2 separate regions of the Pan troglodytes genome follow, and region 1 is linked to region 2. A link is a contact called in public HiChIP or PLAC-seq data. All regions are on one chromosome and are shown on one strand. The core of a region is the stretch at or near the end of the contact, and the rest is flanking DNA. Distances in the headings are between cores, read along the strand shown.

What was found. HiChIP or PLAC-seq counts read pairs in DNA pulled down with a chosen protein or histone mark.
Region 1: an H3K4me3 HiChIP or PLAC-seq map of stem cell-derived excitatory neurons shows a contact between it and region 2, with 6 times the contacts expected there. The contact joins the promoter of ZC3H4 here to the promoter of ARHGAP35 in region 2. A contact is called at or near these places in 1 of 7 Hi-C or Micro-C datasets (stem cell-derived neural progenitor cells) and 1 of 1 datasets of contacts at active chromatin or transcription factors (stem cell-derived excitatory neurons).

The regions. Positions count from the first base shown.
Region 1 is chr20:50,042,953-50,050,505 of NHGRI_mPanTro3-v2.0_pri, reverse strand. It overlaps ZC3H4 (zinc finger CCCH-type containing 4), which reads left to right and starts at 5,903. Exons shown (of 15, transcript XM_063801956.1): 1 at 5,903-5,954; 2 at 7,110-7,275. The coding sequence starts at 7,115.
Region 2 is chr20:49,788,315-49,795,210 of NHGRI_mPanTro3-v2.0_pri, reverse strand. It overlaps ARHGAP35 (Rho GTPase activating protein 35), which reads right to left and starts at 3,345. Exons shown (of 7, transcript XM_016936303.4): 1 at 3,156-3,345.

The sequences.
Region 1 (7,553 bases), core at 4,654-7,153, 250 kb before region 2:
AATGGTGATTGCTTTAGAAGGAGCAGTGACTACATGGGAACAGGACGGGGACTCTGCTCTGCTTATAATTTTCCATTTCTCGATTTAGCTGCTGGTTACATAGAATATTCACTTTGCGTAAATGTGTCAAGCTGCGTACCTGTGATTATATGCTTTTTCTGTACGTATGTTATTCTTCAATAAAAAATAGCCCGAGGCTGAGGCGGGCGGATCACCTGAGGTCAGGAGTTCCAGACCAGCCTGGCCAACATGTTGAAACCCTGTCTACTAGAAATACAAAAATTAGCCAGGTGTGGCAGTGGGCACCTATAGTCCCAGTTACTCAGGAGATTGAGGTAGGAGAATCACTTGGAAGTGGGATGTGGAGGTTGCAGTGAGCCGATCCAGCCTGGGCCACAGAGCAAGACTGTCTCAAAACAAAAACAAAAACAAAAACAAAAACAGAAAACAACAAAAACCCGATAATAAAAATGAAATAAAACAGGGATATGTGTGTGTGTGTGTGTATATATATATATATATACACACACACGTATACATTTTCTGTTTTTTTGAGACAGAGTCTTGCTCTGTCACTCAGGCTGGAGTGCAGTGGTACTATTTCGGCTCACTGCAACCTCTACTTCCTGGGTTCACGTGATTCTCGTGCCTCAGCCTCCCAAGTAGCTGGGATTACAGGCATGAGCCATCGCACCTGGCTAAGAGTCATGTTTTTAACTTTTAAAATGTGTCCCTGGTCAGGCACAGTGGCTCATGCCTGTAATCCCAACACTTTGGGAGGCCGAGGCAGGCAGATCAGGAGGTCAGGAAATTGAGACCATCCTGGCCAAGATGGTGAAACCCCATCTCTACTTAAATTACAAAAGTTAGCCAGGCGTGGCGGTGGGCACCTGTAATCCCAGCTACTCAGGAAGCTGAGGCAGGAGAATCACTTGGACCCAGGATGCAGAGGTTGCAGTGAGCCGATATTGCACCATTGCACTCGACCCTGGGCGATAGAGTGAGATTCTGTCTCAAAAAAAGTAATAAAATAAATAAAATAAATAGGCTGGGCGCGGTGGCTCACGCCTGTAATTCCAGCACTTTGGGAGGCCAAGGCGGGGCGGGTCACTTGAGGTCGGGAATTCAAGACCAGCCTGGCCAACATGGTGAAACCCCATCTCTACTAAAAATACAAAAAATTTGGCCGGGCGCGGTGGCTCACGCCTGTAATCCCAACACTTTGGGAGGCAGAGGCTGGCGGATCGTGAGGTCAGGAGATCGAGACCATCCTGGCTAACACAGTGAAACCCCGCCTCTACTAAAAATACAAAAAATTAGCCGGGCATGGTGATGGGCGCCTGTAGTCCGAGCTACTCGGGAGGCTGAAGCAGGAGAATGGCGTGAACCCGGGAGGCGGAGCTTGCAGTGAGCCGAGATTGGCGGGGCGCAGTGACCCACGCCTGTAATCCCAGTACTTTGGGAGGCCGAGGCTGGCGGATCACAAGGTCAAGAAATGAAGACCATCCTGGCCAACATGGTGAAACCCTGTCTCTACCAAAAAGACAAAAATCAGCTGGGCGTGGTGGCACGTACCTGTAGTCCCAGCTACTCAGGAGGCTGAGGCAGGAGAATCGCTTGAACCTGGGGGGCGGAGGTTGTGGTGAGCCGAGATTGTCCAGCCTGGGCAACAAGAGTAAAACTCAGTCTCAAAAAAAAAAAAAAAAAAAATTAGCCAGGCATTGTGCATGCCTGTAATCCCAGCTACTCCGGAGGCTGAGACAGCAGAATCGCTTGAACCTGGGAGGCGGAGGTTGCAGTGAGCCAAGATTGCACCACTGCACTCCAGCCTGGGAGACAGAGCGAGACTCTGTCTCAAAAACTAAAAAACTTGGCAGGGCACGGTGGCTCACACCTGTAATCCCAGCACTTTGGGAGGTCCAGGCAGGTGGATATAACCTGAGGTCAGGAGTTCTCGACCAGCCTGGACAACACGGTGAAACCCCATCTCTACTAAAATACAAAAAATTAGCCAGGCATGGTGGCGTGCGCCTGTAGTCCCAGCTACTCGGAAGGCTGAGGCAGGAAAATTCCTTGAATCTGGGAGGCAGAGGTTGCAGTGAGCCGAGATTGCGACACTGCACTCCAGCCTGGGAGACACAGCGAGACTCTGTCTCAAAAACTAACTAAACAGGCAGGGCACGGTGGCTCACACCTGTAATCCCAGCACTTTGGGAGGCCGAGGCGAGCGAATCACAAGGTCACGAGTGTGAGACTGCAGGGCCAACATGGTGAAACCCCGTCTCTACTAAAAACACAAAAAATCAGTTGGGCATGGTGGTGGGCGCCTGTAATCCCAGCTACTTGGGAGACTGAGGCAGAAGAATCACTTGAACCCTGGAGGCAGAGGTTGCAGTGAGCCGAGATTGTGCCACTGCTCTCCAGCCCGTGTGACAGTACGAGGCTCTGTCTCAAAAAAATAAAAATAAATAAATAAATAAATAAAAATTAAAAAGTCAGATGAAGTGTCAGAAGGGCTTGGCAGACAATGTTCCACAATGTTCCATCATGACACTGAAGAAGTACAGGGAATTCCTGCTTGGTGGGATTTTTGTTTTCCCCATTACTTAAAAGCAGATGGCCATCTAGAATTGTAGAATGGCCCCATTGAAACTACAGAGATGGGGCCCCTTCAGGACCATACCTTGAAAAGACAATGGCTGTCCTCTTAGATGTGGTCTATGTTCTCAATCAGTGATTTTGTCCATAACCCAGAATACATGAGGTCCAAAAATCAAGGTGTAAAGGAAGGAATGGCACCATCCACAATCGAACATAGTGAGCTACTTTGGTGTCCTTCCTTTCCATTCCTACAAACCTGCAGTATTAGTTCTTGGTGTGTTAAAGAAAACTTTTTGGACAACATAGCTATGAGCATGAGTGAACATTTTATTACAATCTTACATGCAAGGAAAAAAGGTCTCTTGTTGGCCAATTAAGATTCACTCTAATAGGGACATTTTATAGGAGAAGAGAATCATTATCTAACCATTAGATCTGAGACTGGATCCAGAAAGACGATAGTCAGGGTAAAGGTAACACAATTCTTGGCTGGCAACTGGGGTACCAGGTGGGATGGTGGGGGGAGCACCAGCTTCTCAAAACAAGTTTCATCCACTGATAATTTATTTTAAGCATTTTGTCAGGAATTTTCTTCTCGCTGTGTCACCCAGGCTCTAGTGTAGTGGTGTGATCTCGGCTCCCTGCAACCTCTGTCTCCTGGGTTCAAGCGATTCTCCTGCCTCAGCCTCCTGAGTAGCTGAGACTACAAGCAACTGCCACCACACCCGGCTAATTTTTTTTGTATTTTTAGTAGAGACAGGGTTTCACCACGTTGGCCAGGCTGCTCCTGACCTCGTGATCCACCTGCCTAGAGTTCTCAAAGTGCTGGGATCACAGGCGTGAGCCACTGTGCCTGGCCTTATTTTTATTTTTATTTATTTATTTTTTTTGAGACAAAGTCTCCACTGGAGTACAGTGGCATGATTATAGATCACTGTAGCTTCAACCTCCTGGGCTCCAGTGATTCTCCTGCCTCAGCCTCCCAAGTAGCTGGGGCCACAGGCGCATAGCATGAAGCCGGGCTAATGTTTTGACTTCTTTTTTTTTTTTTTTTTTTTTTGAGACGGAGTCTCGCTTTGTTGCCCAGGCTGGAGTGCAGTGGGGCTATCTGCAAGCTCCACCTCCCGGGTTCAAACCATTCTCCTGTCTCAGCCTCCCGAGTAGCTGGGACTACAGGCGCCCGCCACTATGCCCGGCTCATTTTTTGTATTTTTAGTAGAGACGGGGTTTCACTGGGTTAGCCAGGATGGTCTCGATCTGCTGTCCTCGTGATCTGCCTGCCTTGGCCTCCCAAAGTGCTGGGATTACAGGCGTGAGCCACTGCGCCCGGCCATGTTTTGACTTTTTGAAGAAACTGGGGTCTCACGATGTTGCCCAGGCTGGTCTTGAACCTCTGGGCTCAAGCAATCCTCCTGTGCTAGAATTATAGGCATGAGCCACTGTGCCGGCTGCAACATTTAATTTAATTAAAGTCTTTCTGTCACTCAGGCTGGAGTGCATGATCTTAGCTCACTGCAACCTCTGCCTCCGGGATTCAAGCGATTCTCCCCTCAGCTTCCCGAGTAACTGGTGATTACAGGTGGCGGCCACCACGCTTGGCTAATTTTTTTTTTTTTTTTTTTTTTTTTTTTGAGACGGAGTCTTGCTCTGTCATCCAGGCTGGAGTTCAGTGGTGCCATCTTGGCTCACTGCAACCTCCACCCCCTAGGTTCAAGCGATTCTTCTGCCTCAGTCTCCCAAGTAGCTGGGATTACAGGCGCGCCACACCATGCCTGGCTAATTTTTTGTATTTTTAGTAGAGACGGGGTTTCGTCACGTTGGCCAGGCTGATCTCAAACTCCTGACCTCAAGTGATCCGCCAGCCTCGGCCTCCCAAAGTGTTGGGATTATGGGTGTGTGCCACCACGCCCCGCTGCCAGCTGGAACATTTAAAAAACAGTAGGATCCGCTGGGTGCGGTGGCTGACGCCCGTAATCCCAGCACTTTGGGAGGCCGAGGCGGGCGGATCACGAGGTCAGGAGATCAAGACCATGCTGGCTAACGCGGTGAAACGCCGTCTCTACTAAAAATACAAAAAATCAGCTGGGCGTGGTGGCGGGCGCCTGTATTCCCAGCTACTTGGGAGGCTGAGGCAGGAGAATGGCGTGAACCCGGGAGGCGGAGCTTGCAGTGAGCCGAGATCCGCGCCACTGCACTCCAGCCTGGGCGACAGAGCGAGGAGACAGACTCTGCCTCAAAAAAAAAAAAAAAAGGATCAATATACCAGGAAGTCACATGGTGCCTCTGTCTCCAGATTTATCACTGTTGACACGGTTTTTCTCTCTTCCTGGAATCTAAGTGGTCTTTGCTTTGTCAGGGCCTGAAATAAGGTATTTCTTTTCTTTTTTTTTGAGACAAGGGTCTCACTCTGTTGCCCAGGCTGGAGTGCAGTGGCATAATCTCGGCTCACTGCAGCCTCACGACCTCCCGGGATCGGGCGATTCTCCCTCTTCAACATCCCGAGCAGCTGGGACTACAGGTGTGAGCCATCATGTCCTGCTAATTTTTGTATTTTTAGTAGAGAAGGGGTTTTACCATGTTCGTCAGGCTGGTCTCCAACCCGAGCTCAAGCGATCCGCCCGCCCCGGCATCCCAAAGTGCTAGGATTACAGGCGTGAGCAACATCGCCCCGCCTGAAATAAGGTATTTCTTCTGCCTGGAACCATCTCTTCTTTTTCATGTACCAGCCTAAAAGAACAATTACAAGACTCTCCTCTAACACTCCACCCACCCCCTTTATTCTTTAACTCTGTTTCTCTCCCTTGGGGCATTATCGGTTAAGTTCCATGAAGACAGAAACTGTTCCCATGGTCCATCACAGGGACTGGCACTGTAGAAAGAGCTAACAAGTATTTAAGGAAGATCCCTGGATTCGAGGTTACAGTGAGGTATGATCGTGTCACAGCACTGCAGTCTGGGCGACAGAGCAAGACTCTGTCTCTTAAAAAAAAAATCTTGCTGTGCTTTTTAGAACTAATCCTATGACCGTGAACCGATTACTTAAAACACCGAACTTCAGTCTGCAAATGGGAATAGCAGCAGCTTATGTTAGGACGGTTATGAGGGTCAAAAGATTTTGTTTGTACACAGTCTACGACACCGGCCAGTGTTTCTAGCTCTGCTATTTGAGAGCCTTCCATGGGTCCTACACCCCAGGTCCTTAAACTCCCCTGAGGGACTACCAAGCCCCGCCCCTCTCGCATCCAATGATGACATCATCGACTGAGTTGTCGAGTGACGTCACCTCCGGGCTGGCTGGGCTTCATCGCTTCTCCGGAAACCTCCGACTCTCGGCACCTGGCCTCCAGCTTTCGGTTATTTTTTTCTTTCCCTCTCCGTAGCCTGAATTCCTTCCCTCCCATTCTCCCACCTAAAACTATTGGCTCTTCCCGCCTTCCTTCAAACTAGCAATTTTCGGTTTTTCCCTCTTGCTCTCCTGCGAATTCCTGAAAGTCGTTTATTCTCTTAATTAATCGCCCCTTCAGCCCCGCCCGTTCAGCTCATTCTCTTAATCGCATTACCCTGGCTGCTTTTCTTTCGGCTGTTTCCACCTCCTGCCACCCACCCGGACACCGCTTTCGGCTCTTTCCGGACCGTCTCAGTTTCTCCTCCTTCCCCGGTCCCGATCGGCTTAGGCTATTTATGGCTCCCCTAGGTTTCTCATGCTCTCTCTAGCCCCACCCATATCACCACCTTCAGCTCTTTCTGGCTCTCCCCTGTCGCCTCCTCTCTCCTGCTCAGCTCCTTTCGGCTATTTCCGCCTCCCCTCGGCCTCGCCCTTTGCCTTCGGCTCTTTCCGCCGGCCTTCGGGCAAGCGGTCTCTACCCCTCTCCTGCACGTGACACGGCCTCCGCCTCCGCCTCTCAGTTCCCCCTCCCATCTCACCCTTCCTCCCGCCTCAGCCTCTAGGCTGGTTCGGGCCGAGCCGCCATTTTGTGTCAATTCCTGATTGCGGCGGGGGCCGGGCAGCCGGGGCACCCAGGACGGGCAGACAAGGGAGACAGTCGGCCCGTCTCCGCGGCCCGTTCCCTCTCTCCCTCAAATCCTTTTTTTCTTTTTAACACCCCCACCCCCCTCGCTCGCTCTCCTCTTCTCCCCTTACCCTTCGCTTGCTCCATCGCGCGCGGCCCGCGCTAATTACACCCAACCACCCACCAGTGTCCGTGTCTCCCGGGTCTTCCGCCCCCCGGGCCCGCGGGGGTGCGTGGGGGGGGGGGGGCTCTCGCCCCTATGAGGGCCCCGCGCCAGTGAGCGAGTGACCGCAAGGGTGGGCTGCGGAGAAAGCAGGCGGCGAGCGGCCCTCCGAGGCCTAGGCCGTGCGGCCTACGCGGAGGTCAGCGCAGAGGTGATTCCGAAACCGAAAAAATATATACCCCATTCCCATCAGGAGCCCTCCGAGCTTAAGTGTGCCCATCCCGCCACGCCCAAGCAGTCCTTTTTCGTGCATTAACATCCCCTCCCCCCCAAAGGAACTATGGAGGCCGCGCCCGGGACCCCCCCGCCGCCGCCATCAGAGTCGCCGCCGCCGCCATCGCCGCCGCCGCCATCAACGCCTTCGCCTCCTCCGTGTTCCCCCGACGCCCGCCCGGCCACCCCGCACCTCCTCCACCACCGCCTCCCGCTCCCTGACGACAGGTCAGGCCCCCGGTTGGGCCGGGGCTGCGTCCCCGGGGGGAGGAAGAGGAGGAGGAGGAAGGGGGGCGGCCGCCATGTTGGGCCGGGCCGCGGAGGAGGAGGAGGAGGAGGAGGAGGAAGGGCGGGGTCGGTGGGTGTCTCTCGATCGCTTGCTCGCTCGCTCTTTCTCGCTTGCTTTCTCTCCCGGCCTCATGCGTTTCCCCCCCCTCGCGGCGCTCGCCCGCTCTCCCTCGCTCTCGCTCTGTCTTTTTTGGGCGCCATGCTGAGGGGAAGGTGAG
Region 2 (6,896 bases), core at 2,096-4,595:
AAATAAACCTAGAACATGCAAAAGATCCCCTTTCCCAAGTTAAGGAAGGAAAATGGTTGGATAGATTTTCTGTAAAAACCACCTCTACCCCTGAATGAACTAAATACCCCCCCACAACCATAGAGTCATTAAAGAAAATCGCTCAGGAATGGTAGCCAAGACGCATTTCTCAGATAATAAGACTAAAAATCCAATCACATCCGCCAGTTCCTGGCACCCCTTTCTAACTCTACCCAATCAGGTCACTCAAAAAGCTTAAGGAATGTCAGGGCCCACCCACACACCCCTTGTACGGCAATGAGCCCCAGAATCTAGCATGGATCTGCCCAGAGGCACTCAGCTCCTGTGGCAGGGAGTGCCTGCAATACCAGAGGGCAGAAATCTGAGTGACATTTGGCACTCTCTCTTTCAACAAACAACCGCAAAGTGCTTTCCAAACCCAAGCCCTCACCATTTTGAAGACCAGGAAGCTGGAGCCTTTCCCGGGGCAAAGGTGAAAAAGAAATAAGCCCACCTTCCCCATCCCCTCCCACAAGGTCACACTGCAAACCAGAGGCCATTAGGGAAGGCAATACTGTAGTTTCCCTAGGTCCAACTGTGGCCATAACCCCAGGTGGGATCGGAATAATTTGAGAACTGGCATTTCCCCAGCTAGAGGTAAAACTATATATTGAAATAACTTGTCAGCTTGGGGGGAGGGGCGAAAGAGGGGGGAAGGGAAGGACACTCCTAGGGTTGCTGGCTTAGAGGTGGAAGGGGAGAGAGGGTACTCTATGCAATGGCTCAGAGAAGGAAGGAGGGAAAGTGAGAAAGAGAATAAAGATCTGTGAGCAGCTGCAATCCCCTTTTCCAAAGGACACAAAGCTGCAAAGCCCAGAGATCGGAAGGGAGAGAGCAAACAGCAGAGGAAAGAAAATGGGGCAATGGAAAAAGATCTACCTCCCCCCACACTACTAACCTAGTGGAAGTGGGGGAAATGGAGGAGACACTCCCAGACTCCAGAGAGTAGTAACAATCAACCAACCCCCACCTATTTACCCAGATCTCTCAGGATCCCTGGGGAGAGAACCCTCAGGTTTAGGGCGCAGAGAATCTGCAGTCTCAGAGCCTGGAGAGCCTAAGGCCCAATCCAGCCCCTTTGCCTCTGCAGCAGAGGGATGGAGAACAGAGAAAGATATGCCTGAAAGGGGAAGTGCTCAATGGGGAATGGGTGGGCCACGGGTGGTGAGCTGCGAGGAGCAGGTCTGATAGGAACTCAATGGGAAGAGAAGGAGCCTGGCAGGATACAAGGGGAAAGAAAGAAAAAAAAAAGGTGAGGAAGGAAACAAGTCCAAGAGGAACAGAATTGGGAGAGGGATATCAAAGGGGAGTGATAATCTATCACAGCACTGAGGCAGCTCCAAGAGGAAGGTGGGGGGGAATACATAGGAAAGAATGATTAAGAAGACATCTTAATGTCACAATTGGAGTGAGAACTCCAAAAGAAGACAAGAGGCAGAACAGTGGAGGGTGGGCAAATAAAGCAGAGTGAAGGGTGAGGGCTGAATCAAAATGGTGGGGGGAAGAGACTGCCATGTGGAAAACTTAAAAGACTCGGGAGGGAACAGAGAGGGGACACAGTGACAAGAACCCCAGTGTTAAAGGACCGCTCCAAGAAAGGACGGCAATACAGAAGTTAAAAACCGGTCTAAAAATATGCGGGCAAGTGGACAGCTCCGAAGGAGCCGAGCTGGGGAGGGAAACACTAAATAAAGAGGATGGAGCAGAATTGAAAAAAACGAGAAGAAAGTGTAGGTACAAAATGGATCTAGGGGCAGGTCTGTGAGATGCAGAACAGGAAGGGGATGGGTGACCAGCCCGGGAGGTATCAGAGGTATAGTGAGGTTAAAGGGCATGTCTAAGGGCTAAAACGGGGAGGAGAGGAATTGGAGCAAAGAGGGGACAGGAAGCAGTTTTCAGGCAGAGAACTGAAGGAGAGACAGGCCAAAGAAAGGAGAAGCAAATGAATGCAGTAGCTCAGAGGAGTGCCAAAAAGGAGGTGGGGAAGAGAGGAAACCTCCAAGAGAACACGGGCTGAAACTGAAGGCAGTCTGAGTTAGGGATACATCATTTAAGTGAATAGCAGAAATGGGAGACCTGCAGAGTCAGAGAAGGGGGAGGAGGCTGCTTCCCGGGAAGGCAGAGTCAGAAGCAAGCAGGTGAGGGGAGCGCAGCAAGATCTGAGGTCGGGCAAGGGGCAGAGCTGAGAGGCAGAAAGGTCTGGAAGACAGGAAAGGGTCTGAATGGTAAACGGGAACAACAGCTGAGAAGGGGAACAGGCAAGCACGGTGCAGCCAAGTCCGAGGGGATCAGGGGAATGAGCTGGGGCACGGAAGGGTCAGAGAGCCAGCCGAGGGGCATCCCGGGGTGCAGCAGGCTCTGTGAGAGGGCAGACAGAAATGCGGGTAGCAGGGCCCACGAGGGAACGGGATTCAGTCCAAGGGGAAGACCTGGGGCAGCAGTGCCTGGCCGAACAGGGGTCTCAGATGGATCTCCAAAGGGTTGGAACCGCAGGTCCTAAAGGGACAGCTCCCAGGGTGCAACAGATTCTGAGACAGGAATAATAGCACAGAAGGTAGGTCAAAGAAGGGGCCGAGGACAGATCTGAAGGGTGGTGAGAGCAGAATCGAGAAGAGGGAGAAGCGTCACGGATCTCAAAAGTGGGAGCCACAATTAAGAGATGCAGAATGGTCAATGAGGAGAAGATGGGTCCCAGGAGCACTGCAGAGCCCGGGAGGAGTGAAGGGCATTATGGAGGGGTGGAAGGGGGAAGGGGGGCGCAGAATTGGGAACCGGTTGGCTGAAGTCGGGTAGGCTCCGAGGCAGACACCGAGATCCCAACGGGTCGGGGATGGGGGCGGCGGCGGGGACAGCAGGGCTGGGGCGGGCAGGGGCAGGTCCAAAGGGCAGGAGGGCCCCACGGGCCGGGCCGACGCGCGAAGCGACGGGGACGGCGGGGCCCGGGGGGCTGGGGGGGGGGGGCCGCTCCTCCCCTCCCCCTCCAGCTCCTCCATTGTTCGCGGGCTCCGGGCTCCGCCGTCCCCGCCTCCCCCTGGACCCCGCAGCGGGGCGGCGCCCGGCCTCGCCGCCCGGGGCCCGTGAGCTCGCGCACTCACCAGCTGGGCGCCCTCAGCGCGGCCCCGGCCTCCAAGATCCCGGCAGCAACGACGGGGGCCCCGGCGCCATGTTCCCCTGCTCCTAGTCCAGCGGCGGCTGAGGCGGCGGCGGCGGCGGCGGCTCCGGCGGCGGGGGGCCGGGCGGACCCTCCCTCGCGGGTTCCCTCCTCCGCCTCCTCCACCTCCTCCTGCCGCCGCGCCGCGGCTCTCCCTCGGGGCGGGGGGCGGGGAGGGGAAGGGGGGAGGGGCGGGAACCAGGGGGAGGGCGGACCAGCCTCGCTCACTCCCTCCCTCCCTCCCTCCCTCGCAATGGCGGCAGCGGCGGCACCTCCTTCCTGCGACGGCCGCTCCCGCGCGCGCGCCCCCTCGCTACTGCGCGTGCGCGGCGCGTGGACCGTTGCAGGGGTATAACGGCCCCTGGGCGCGCGCCGCGAAGGAACAACCAGCGAGGCAGTGGGGAGAGGTCAGAGCGCGTGCGCACCCGAGGGGCTTACTGCCACAGCCGCTGCCTGAGGTTAGGAACGGCCGCGGACGGTGCAGTGCGCGTGCGCCCCCGAAAATGCCGCTATTGCGGCGGCCGCCGTCGCGACTGAGAGCGAGGCGACTTGCAAACGAGCAGAGGGAGCGGGATGGGCGAGCGCGCGTGCGCGGGGGGCTGCCAGCCGGCGCAGCTGCTGGCGCAGAGCGGAGGGAGTGGTCCGCAGGAGCAGCGCGCGTCTGCGCGCGCGTCTCAAGCAGCCGATCTGCTGCCTCGCGCTGGCTCCTGGAGAAAGCCGAAGGAGAGAGGCATGGCCCGGTTTTGGGGGTGGGGGGCGAAGGGCGCGATCCCGCTCGCGCGGGACCTGACCAGCCAATGGGAAGCAATGGGAGGTGGGTTTGCCGCGCGAGCCGCAGCCGCCGGGATAACGGAGGAGGCCAGAAGGAGCGACGTAACGTGGGGCGGTGGGGCGGGGCTGAGAAGGAGGGAGCGCACCAGAGAGGGAGTTGATTGGAGGATATGAGGAGGCGTGGCCCGCCTCAGCCCAATCCGAGCCCCGCAATTCGTCGTCCCGGAAGAAGAGGCGGGGCTGGAGAGCGCGTGCTCTTTCTCCTGGCTGTGAAGAAAATCTGCAGCCAACGCGCGCGTCCATGCAACTTGTTTTTGGTTCTGTGAACGCCTGATCCCCAGGAGAGGGAAGACGGCCTGGTCCTGTGTGCAGCCCAAGCCTGTCACTTAGCATTGTGCAAATGGCTACAAATCGAATGTCAATTAGGGCGCCTGAAGGGAAAAGAGTAGTGATGGGAGAGGGCACCGCTGTAACCCTTGACTCCTCTGAACTGAGGAGGTGTTCCTCTGGGACTCCTCCGGAAGTACAGATCGTGGAAGATGAACTTCCCGGGCGCCGAGCCAATATTTGTGGAATGCATGAAGAAAGGCTGTTTCCTATTACATTTGGCATTTCTGCCATCAGTCTCTTCATCTATAAAATGGGATAATAATCGTACCTCTCTCGTAGGGCTGCTGTGAAAATTAAATAGATTATATTTTGCAAAGCTCTTGAAATCATGCCTTGCATATAGTAAGCCCTCTGTAAGCGTTGATAAATAAAATTACAGGGGCTTGTTTATTCCATTAATAAAGATTTTTATATTAAAGGATGTTTCCATTGACTTTTTTTTTTTTTTAATGTAGCACTTTTAGGGCCAGGCGCGGTGGCTCATGCCTGTAATCCCAGCACTTTGGGAGGTCGAGGCGGGCGGATCACTTGCGGTCAGGAGTTCGAGACCAGCCTGGCCAACATGAAACCCCGTCTCTACTAAAAATACAAAAATGAGGTGGGCGTCGTGACGGGCGCCTGTAATCCCAGCTACTCAGGAGGCTGAGGCAGGAGAATCGCTTGAACTCGGGAAGCGGAGGTTGCAGTGAGCCGAGATAGCACTGGACTCCAGCCTGGGCAGCAGAGGGAGACTCCGTCTCAAAAAAAAAAAAAAAAGGCACTTTTAATGCATTCAGTCTGATTTTTAGATGTTAGTGGCTTGAAACAACAACAACTTTTCTTTAAGCACTGCGGGGCTGCCAAATCGAGTGCGTGGACTGTCATTACAAACCGTGATGTGTAAGGGACTTTTGAGATTACTTGAGGAGACACAGGAAAGACAAGGTGGGGGGCAGTGAATTCCTGATACCTGTATTTCAAATTAATGTCTTTACAACGCCTATGCAGTGTTCCAAGTCTTTTCAATCTTAAATTTGTGAGCTGGCAGCATCTGGAGAACAAGGACGCTTGGGCTCACTCTGGATCCCCCAAACCCCTTGGGAGCCCATCAGCTCTGATTTACCCTTCAACTCTCAGCTTGAAGTCACCTTCTCAGGGTAGTCTCCCAGATTTGGCCTGATCCCTTGTTCTTTAATAATAAAAATGAGTACTTCGTGCCAAGCAACAGTCTTTTTTTATTTTTATTTTTTATTTTGAGGCAGAGTCTGGGATTACCAGCGTGCGCCACCACGCCCCGCTAATTTTTGTTTTTGTTGTTTTCTCAAGACAGAGTCTTGTTCTGTCACCCAGGCTGGAGTGCAGTGGTGCGATCTCGGCTCACTGCAACCTCCACCTCCCGGGTTCAAGTGATTCTTCTGCCTCAGCCTCCTGAGTAGCTGGGACTACAGGCGCCACATCTGGCTAATTTTTGTATTTTTAGTAGGGACAGGGTTTTACCTGTTCGGGCCAGGCTGGTCCCGAAGTCCTGGCCTCAAGCCATCCACCCACCTCAGCCTCCCGAGTAGCTGGGACTACAGGTGTGTGCCACCACACCTGGCAAATTTTTGTATTTTTAATAGAGACGGGGTTTCACTATGTTGGCCAGGCTAGTCAACATTCTTTTTATTTGTTTTTTTTTTTTGTGGATTTTTTTTTTTTTGAGACAGGGTCTTGCTCTGTTGCCCAGGCTGGAGTGCAGTAGACCAGTCATGGCTCACTGCAGCCTCAACTTCCTGGGCTCAAGCAATCCTCCTGAGCAGCTGGAACTACATGCTCTCACCATGACACTTGGCCAATTTTTTTTTTCTTTTGGTAGAGATGGAGTCTTGCTATGTTGCCCAGGGTGGTCTCAAACTCCTGGCCTCAAGGAGGCCTCCTGCCTCAGCCTCCCAAAACGCTGAGTTTACAGGCATGAGCCACCATGCCTGGACATGCCAGGCAGCAGTCTAAAAGTACTTTAGACCCATTAACTCACTGAATCCTCACAACAACCTTATGAGTAACTTATAAGGTACAGAGAAGTTACACAGCTAGTAAGCAGCAGGTTTGAGATACAAACCCAGACAATTGGGTCACGATGCTACACGTAGCATTTCTTCAGCGTTCAAGGTTTGCAGTTCTGTGTTGGATCCCAGCACTTTAGGAGACTGAGGAAGAAAGATCACTTAAGCCCAGGAGTTCAAGGCTTCAGTGAGCTATGATTGTGCCACTGCACTCCAGCCTGGGCCACAAGGCCAGACCCTGTCTCTAAAAAGATTAAATGAAGTTCTGTGTTGGTATCACCATTTTATGTGTGAGCCCTCTGAAGGCAGGGGACCCTGGCTAGTTCCAAAGTCTGGCCAATGACCCACAATTAAAACTTGTTAATAAATAAAAGTGAATGAGTCAGCCAGGCACAGTAGCTCCGGCCTGTAATCCCAGCACTTTGGAAGGCTGAGGCGGGTGGATTGCTTGAGGCCAGGAGTTCGAAACCAGCCTGGACAACGTGGCGAAACCCTGTCTCTAC